Linked DNA regions of Zea mays: region 2 is linked to region 1. A link is a contact called in public Hi-C data. All regions are on one chromosome and are shown on one strand. Each heading gives the region's core, a stretch centred on a gene start, on an enhancer-like site or on the middle of the called end of the contact. The rest is flanking DNA. Distances are from core to core; before and after follow the strand shown. Region 1 has its middle 41 kb from the start of LOC109942989. Region 2 has its middle 50 kb from the start of LOC109943106.

What was found. A called contact is a pair of places that touch in the nucleus more often than the background predicts.
Region 2: a Hi-C map of bundle sheath shows a contact between it and region 1, with 4 times the contacts expected there. The contact joins two enhancer-like sites. A contact is called at or near these places in 2 of 25 Hi-C or Micro-C datasets (bundle sheath and endosperm).

What each region holds. Positions count from the first base shown.
Region 1 is chr10:63,114,598-63,118,894 of Zm-B73-REFERENCE-NAM-5.0, reverse strand. No RefSeq gene overlaps it. Among protein-coding and RNA genes, the nearest start is that of LOC109942989, 41 kb to the right of the region's middle. Within about 2 kb of position 3,029, at least 17 of the 20 cell types and tissues checked have an H3K27ac peak or open chromatin away from gene starts, as enhancers often do. A contact at or near this core is called in bundle sheath and endosperm, where this site is marked.
Region 2 is chr10:63,912,072-63,916,147 of Zm-B73-REFERENCE-NAM-5.0, reverse strand. No RefSeq gene overlaps it. Among protein-coding and RNA genes, the nearest start is that of LOC109943106, 50 kb to the right of the region's middle. Within about 2 kb of position 1,742, at least 20 of the 20 cell types and tissues checked have an H3K27ac peak or open chromatin away from gene starts, as enhancers often do. A contact at or near this core is called in bundle sheath and endosperm, where this site is marked.

The sequences.
Region 1 (4,297 bases), core at 1,780-4,279:
AATACATTAGGGACTTGTCAGTTTCTGGGAAGATCCCTAGTGTCTTGTGCTTCAAAGAAACAAAATCCAGTAGCCCTATCCACCGCCGAAGCCAAGTATATTGTTGTAGGACATTGTTGTGCACAATTACTTTGTATGAGGCAAACTCTTAGAGACTATGGCTACAAATTGAGCAAAGTCCGTCTTCTATGTGACAATGAGAGTGCAATCCGCATGGCGGACAATCCTGTTGAACACTGCCGCACAAAGCACATAGACATCTGGTATCACTTCCTGAGAGATCACCGACAAAGGGGAGGTATCGAAATTGCTTATGTCAGCACCAACAACCAGTTAGCCGATATCTTCACCAAGCACATAGATGAAAATACTTTTAGCAAGCTTAGGAATGAACTAAATGTCTTAGATTCTCGGAACTTTGATTGAAATCCTATACACATTGCTCATTTTATACCTTTGATCACATATCTCTTTCATTTGGTACAAATGCATATTTCTTATTCTTCTTGTGCCAAAGCTAAGACTAATATGCTTCCAAGTGTATTTCTAGACTTAGACTTAGATTGAAAGGGAAATGGAGTTGTAGGCAAAGGCAAGGCTTCCACTACAACTTTGTCAGGATCGTATACCCTTTGCCCTACTCATGTATTTACATTGATATCTTTCTTGTTAAAGGTCTCTAAGTTTCTTCGTTTTTTGCGCTTAATGCCAAAGGGGGAGAAATTAATAGGTCAAAGCAAAAGGACCGCACCACCATCCTGTTTTCTGAAAACTTTTTTTCCAAATTATCGTATTTACAAAAACCCTCTTGATAGCTAAGGGGAGAACTTTTTCAAGGGGAGCTTTTATTTAGTCAAAGGAAAAGCATTTGAAAAACCTCTTGACAGCTAAAGGGAGAACTTTTTCAGGGGGGCTTTTATTTAGTCAAAGGAAAAGCATTTGAAAAAGGGGGAGAATCTTCAAAACTTGAAAATGCTTTTGGAAATTATATTCCTATACCGTTGGCTAATTACAAAAGAATTTGAAATGACTTTTCCAAAAGATTTGTAAAAACAAGCTAAGTGGTGCAAATGTGATCCAAAATTTTAACTATATCAAAACATTCATATATACTTAGAACTGCTTTCATTTCAAAATAACTTATGCACAACTGTCAAAATACAAACTAGCTACATTTCTACACTTTATATTTGCTTTGATTTGTGTTGGCATCAATCACCAAAATAGGGGAGATTGAAAGGGAAATGGCCTTAACCATTTTCTATAATTGATTTTGGTGCTTAACGACCATCACAAGTCTTATGGACTAACTAGTTTGCCTAGTTGAATATTTCTCAGGTGCATAAGTTTATCTAAATCAATTCTAAGTCAACTGTCCAGAATACCGTAGATTATTCCGGACAGGAGAAGCTTTTTGGAAAGTTCACCTGTGCATGGACCGTTCGGGCCTTTCTACCAGACCGTCCGCGACACCAAGGTGAGCCTCGGACAGGAACTATGCAAAACACGCATTTACACTGCGGACTGTCCGAAGGAGAAGAGAGCACCATCTGGGACAAAGCTCAGACCGTCCGGCCTCAGGCGCGGACCGTCCGCTCGTTGAAAAACCAGAAGAAAAAAAACCCGAAGGTGACAGGTTCGGTAAAATGCATTTTTAGCGTCCTCGTGGACTGTCCGGGGTGCAGGGTCGGACCGTCCGCAACTGCTGTGTCTGACATCTGATGACACATTTAATGCACTTGTAGCCATTGATATAGCCGTTACTGCTGACTGTTGCGATTCCAGCCGTTGATGTGTAGGGGCGGACCGTCCGCGGTTGGCAGAAAGGAGGCAATGGCTAGGAAGTGGTTGGTGGTTATAAATACAACCCCAACCACCTCCATTCAATCTATCCAAGCATTCTACTCACTCACAATCAATACAAGAGCAAGCAATTCATTCCAAGACACCTTCAAAGCTTCCAAACCTCTCCAAGTGCCATAATTGTAACTAGTGATCATTAGAGATTAGTGACTTGAGAGAGTGTGATCTGGTGTTTCATTTGTTGCTCTTGTTGCTTGTATTTTAATCGTACTTTCTTCATCTCCTTCTAAACTCTCTAGTGACTTGTATGTCTAGCAAGAGACAACTAAGTGTGTGGTGGTCCCTACGGGGTCTAGGTGATCCTTGAGATTAAGAAGAAGCACTCAACTGGTCTAAGTGATCGATTGAGAGAGGGAAAGGGTTGAAAATGGCCCGGCCTTAGTGGACTCCTCAACGGGGAGTAGGTTCATTGGAACCGAACCTCAGCAAACAAATCGTTGTGTTCATTTGTGTTGATCATTACCATACGATGATTCTTCTCCCCTCTATAGCAACTTATAGCAAGAAGAACTCTCTTCCACACTCTGATTTCGTTATTACTTATTTCTAATCCTAACCCCGGGTGAAGTTCATGTTCAAAGTTTATAATTTTTAGGTTCCGCCTATTCACCCTCATCTAGACGACTTTCACAAAATAAAGGAAAGCATACACCATTCAATAAGCATGCACCATCCATTAAACAAAAAGAGGCATACATAAATAACTCATGGAAAGAGGATAATTAGCCTATTGTTTATCCCTATTTTAGTTTTAGAAACACCAATTCTATTTTTCTTTTAAATTTTTTAACCAAGAAACCTATTTTCATCAACTACTAAATCTAGAAATAAATCAAACTTTGGAGGTTGTGAAACTGCTATGAAAACTATCCTAAAATATTTAGCATAATTTTAGCAAGCTAAAAAAACAACAACCAATTTTATTGGTTTTGAAACAAGCAATTTATGGCCAAAATACTATTGTAGGGACAAATGGTAAAGAAAAATAGGCCTCGGGGACCTAACTGAAAAGAACAAGGACCTGATCGCAAGTCTTTTACGAGGTGGAAGGATCGGTCTACGAATACCTAAACGATCAGGGCTCTTTAACAAAAATGCCTGCACGGCTCGGTCGAAGGGACATCGGTCTCTTGTGGCCGTTCGATCAAGGTCCAAGGGCTAAAATTAAAATGGGCAGCTCAAGTCGGATGGAGTATTGGCCACAGGTGGCCATCCGATCCAAATCCGAGGGCCAAGATTGAAATGAGCGGCTAACCCAACTACATTAAACCCTAAGCGCACAATCCAGATTCGACGGGCCAGAATGCGTGGCTTGGCTCGCGCGCAAGGCTCTACGAGCCAACGAACTGGGGGACAAAGAGGAAGCACAGTGCACGATGGCGCACGGCCGGTGACTCGCCGGATTTGGTCGATACAGCACTCCGAGAGGCTGAATTGATCGGGGATGGCTCAAGTAGCAGCTAGGGATAAAGTCGAATGCGACTGATGCCTTACTGAGGGGGTTGAGATAGTGAGGACGGCTGGCGACAAGGAACGATGGTCGGCAGGGCTCAGGTGAGGTCGAAGCAATGACGTGGGGCTGGACCGAGCCAGGGAAGACGTGGAGAACCAGCAGTGAGTTTGGGTATCACCACAACAGCCTTGGCGTGGGCGGAGAAGCGCCAAGGGTGCTCGGCCACGAGCAATGGCGGTTCGGTGGTGACGGTGAGCGTGGGCAGAAGGAAGGAGAACACGGGAGAGGGTGCCGATGCATGTGATCGACGATGGGGGATCGGGTGGTTCTTATAGGAACGAAGCCGTGGGTGAATCAGCTCCAGAACTGTGGATATCTCCAGTGATTGAAGATCCGGCCACCTACCATAAACGGTGCTCACGAATGGGGAAAGAAATTCGCGTCAGGGGGAGGAAAGGATTAAGGGCAATCGAGGGGAAAAGGAAGGGGGTCTCGGCATGCTCCACTTCGGGCAAGGAATCGGTCGGTGGTGGCTTGGTGTGGGCGGCACGACATGGCGAGGTCCGGCGCGGGCGCGGGGGAGTGGAGGAAGGAGAACAGGGACGGCTGGCAGCAGGACCCCAGACGTCAGAGAGAGGGAGGGAAAAGAAAGGGGGTGTGGGGGCGGGCCTGTTGGGCCAAAAGCGGCCGCGGGCTGGGGGAGAGGAAGAAATACCCTTTTTCTCTTTCTCCGAATTTTGAAACTCTTTTCTTTTTCCTTTTTCATACTCATGATCAAATACTCATGAAACATGATTTAAAACTTTATAAAATTCATGAAACATTTAGAAATATAATACCTTATTTAAGGGTAAAAATAATTGGAGTATCAAAATAATCCTTGTAATTATTTATCAAGCAAAATCCATGCTCCAAAAATGAATGCATCAAAAGAGTTCAACTCTTTTTGTATGAAAAAATTATCTCTTCTCTTATGGTTTT
Region 2 (4,076 bases), core at 493-2,992, 800 kb before region 1:
CTTGAGATTCCAGGTACCAGGATGACCTTTAGGTGACTCGTGACCTCGAGCTAGTTGTAGCAATACAAACAAACATGGTATAGACAAAATTAACATCCCACTAAACATAAGAATAAATTTCATAATAATGGTCTACACATTGCTACGAGATCGCGGGAACAAGAATCGCTAAATTCGGAGTTACGGTTGAGGAGTTATGATTTATGGAAGATCTTCATGGTTAAAGTATGTAAAGCTATATTCTATGCTGATTATGTAAACTATATGAGTAAGGATATTAAAGAGATAACTAACTCAACTTTTACTCTAATTTATAATCCACTTAAAGATCATACTTTAGTCAATTTCAGAGGAACCAAATTAAAATACCTCTTTTCCTTAGGCTAGGACACTTAACCCTATAAGTATATGTATTTAATTATTTTAAGAACATGACAAAACAATGTCACTAATGCCTGAGTAATTTTATTATGAAGCTAACACAATTTGAACAGACCAAAACGGAGTTACGATTATTTAGTTATGAATTTCTAAAGTCATTTAGTAACTAGAATAAAATAACTCAAGTGAATAATTTTAATTCAAGTTTCATGACTAAACAGAGCTACTAGTTGGTAGACAATTTTATTACAAAATTAATGCCACTGGAATGGATCAATTTGGAGTTAAAATGAATTTAATATGAATTATACAAGTTTCTGGAATTATTTGCGTACTAAAAATCAATTTCTGAATTTATTTATTTGATTTCTCGAGCTCTGGACAGAGCAACAAATACTAAAAAGTCTGAGGTTAATATCGCAAAAGTCCCACAGACTCAGACTTTCTTCAGGGTGGACTGCGGGTTGTTTCCGAATAAGCCAAGGGGCTAATCCGTAAAATTGGCGCCGCGAAGGGGTACAGGTAAGGTCGACCGTCCGATCACGACCCGAGTGCTTGGATCTGTTCCTTACTTAAATCGAACCGGTACGCACTGCGAGCCATTGGATCTAAAATCTCTGTTCTGGATTTTAAATCATCGCCATCGGACTCTGTCCGCCGACCCGACGATCAACGACCGAGATGAGCTGGGCCAAACCAGTACGGGGCCCCAATCCTGGCCGTTGGTGGCCAGATTAGCGGTCAGATGTGCTCCCACAACCCAGGCGGCCGAATGGCGGCGCATAGGCCCTCCCTGCGGCGGCGGGTTCGCGGGGTTGGTGGTGCCGGCGCCTCCAATCCCTAATCTCTAATCCAATCGGTGCCACACAATCCTACGAATGAGGCGAAAGTGTCAAGGGGCTTACCAAAGTTAGGGATCGGATCTGGAGAGTCGACCAGGGTTCATGGCGGCTCCACGGCAGAGCTATGCCCCGGTGAGCAATTGCTCGAGCTCCAAAGGTGCTGCCCGATCGATTGGCACCCGCTGGCGTCCTCTCTCTCTACCTCTTTCTGCTCTTTCTCTCCGTCCACGGTGGGGTATTCAAGGTGCCAGCCCGTGGCTTATAGCAAGGGGTGACTATGGTGCTATACGAAGCAAGCGGAGGCCACGGACTTGTAACCACCCAAGGTGCTCCTGGCAGAGGTGGTTACAGCACGCGCAGAGCTTGCTATAAGGTAGAGGAGGAGGTCCTGCATGCGCGGGTTCCAGTGGAATAGGGATCTTTCCCTAACCTTGCACGGAATTCTGTTATGGCATGCGCAAGGGAGGAGATGGCTCTGACGGGTGGGGCCCACCTGGAAGTGACGCCGGGGAAGTCCTCCGCGAGAGTAGAGGCATTCGCGTCAGCCGGTTGCGCCCGAGGAGCAGTCACGGTCCACACGTCAGTGACAAGGAAGTGCGCCCGCTCACGAAGACTAACACGTGGGACCGCCTGCAGCAACCCCACCGAATTTTTTGTTTTTGAGTCCTTTTTGTGTCAAAAATTTCCAATTAGACCCCCAGAAAACTTAAATGCAATTTTGGACCCATTTCTCGGCGCCATGAGCTATGGCGCCGAGTTTACACATCTCGGCGCCATAGATCTTGGCGCCGAGCTACCTGCCGCGCTGTCGTCCACGAGCTGACGCGGCGTCGACGTGGCACCGAGCTCGGCGCCAAGATCTATGGCGCCGAGCTCGAATATATAATCACAAAACTTGTCTAGCTCAGTTGGCAGAGCGCAAGGCTCTTAACCTTAAGATTGTGGGTTCGAGCCCCACCGTGAACATATTTTTTTGTCTTTGTCACTGATTTGTTTTTTATTGTCCAGATTTTTTTTGTTTATGCTGCTGATTTGTCCGTGCGTTCAATATTTTTTTGTTTATGCCGCTGATCGTGGGTGAGCAGTGTTGCGTGTCCATGCAGCAGTGATGTAGTAGTAGTGTAGGAACGATAGGGAAGACGAAAGGTGCCTTGCCCGGCCGCAGCAGGAACTTTTCTTACCGCGGCGGCGCGACCTGCCGCCCACAGCGCACCTGCATCTGCATGCATGCACCGCCCAGCAGTCCCTCCCCAGCTTTGTTGTTTCTTGAACCGGGCCGACCTCGTCCTGCAGGTCGCACAAGTCAGTATACTCAGATGTGCCAGAAGCCCAGAAACGAGGTCGCAGTATATATAGCTACCAGTAGTGATGTTGCAGGACCTTAATAATGCACCATTGTTGGCACGTGTTTGGATGCTTCCATCTCACATGCCGCAGGCCGGGTGGAGGGAGGTGCGCCATGCATGGGCGGCTGCTGCAGTGCTACGACTACGACCGATAAGCAACGCACTGCAGCAGTGCTGTCTGCACTATATTAAGCCTGTCGTGTGCCCCCGAACAGATCGCCATGGTATGCATGCGCGCGCGGTACGACGGTTTTGTATGTGCGACTGTGCGAGTTATATTAGCTCTCTAGCTCTTGTACAAGGCTGACCACCAATTAAAGCACCCGTTTTACAAACAAAATTTTTTGGGGGTGGGGGGGTCATCTCTGGATACTTGAAAATCACTGGTGGAAATATCAGGAAAAATATATTACTAATGCTAGGTGCCACGAGCTAGCATGGTATACGTACGAACCCTACAGGTACGGGGCTGTTGGTGGCAGAATTTGCCGCGAAGCACATGTGATTACCCGTCGTCTGTGCAGCACACCCATGAGAGCTATATATATGTGCAGCCGAAGCCGAAGGAAATGGCCTTTCCCTGGCCGATAAGCACCGCCGTCTGCACAAGGCATGTCTCGACAAAAAATATGCGTGTCAACTGAGCTCACATGTGAAGAACGAGATCACATGTGAAGAACGAGATCACATGTGAAGAACGAGATCACATGTGCGTGTCATACAAGGCACGCCGATAAGCACACCTATGAAGAACGAGATCACATGTGCGTGTCATACAAAGACAAAAAATATTGAACGCACGGACAAATCAGCGGCATAAACAAAAAAAATCTGGACAATAAAAAACAAATCAGTGACAAAGACAAAAAAATATGTTCACGGTGGGGCTCGAACCCACGATCTTAAGGTTAAGAGCCTTGCGCTTTGCCAACTGAGCTAGACAAGCTTTGTGGTTATATATTCGAGCTCGGCGCCATAGATCTTGGCGCCGAGCTCGGTGCCACGTCGACGCCGCGTCAGCTCGTGGACGACAGCGCGGCAGGTAGCTCGGCGCCAAGATCTATGGCGCCGAGATGTGTAAACTCGGCGCCATAGCTCATGGCGCCGAGAAATGGGTCCAAAATTGCATTTAAGTTTTCTGGGGGTCTAATTGGAAATTTTTGACACAAAAAGGACTCAAAAACAAAAAATTCGGGCAACCCCACACAGCCACGCATCCCTGATGATGGCCTGACAGGTGGGCCCTGCCCACCAGTGAGCGAGGGCGCGGGAGGCAGTGGGCCGAGGGAGGTAGATCTGGCCAAGGTGAGTTTTTCCTTTTCTATTTCTTTTTATTTCCTATTTCTTTTCCCTTTTCCAATTTGAAACATCCAACCAATTTCAAATCCTTGTTTTAAATTTCGAATTTCAAATCTCCACATAGTCCTATTGTGAATACAAATCCCACTAAATGTAATATTATTATTTGTTCTCATAACCATTATTTAATTCTAGGAGTAATAAATGA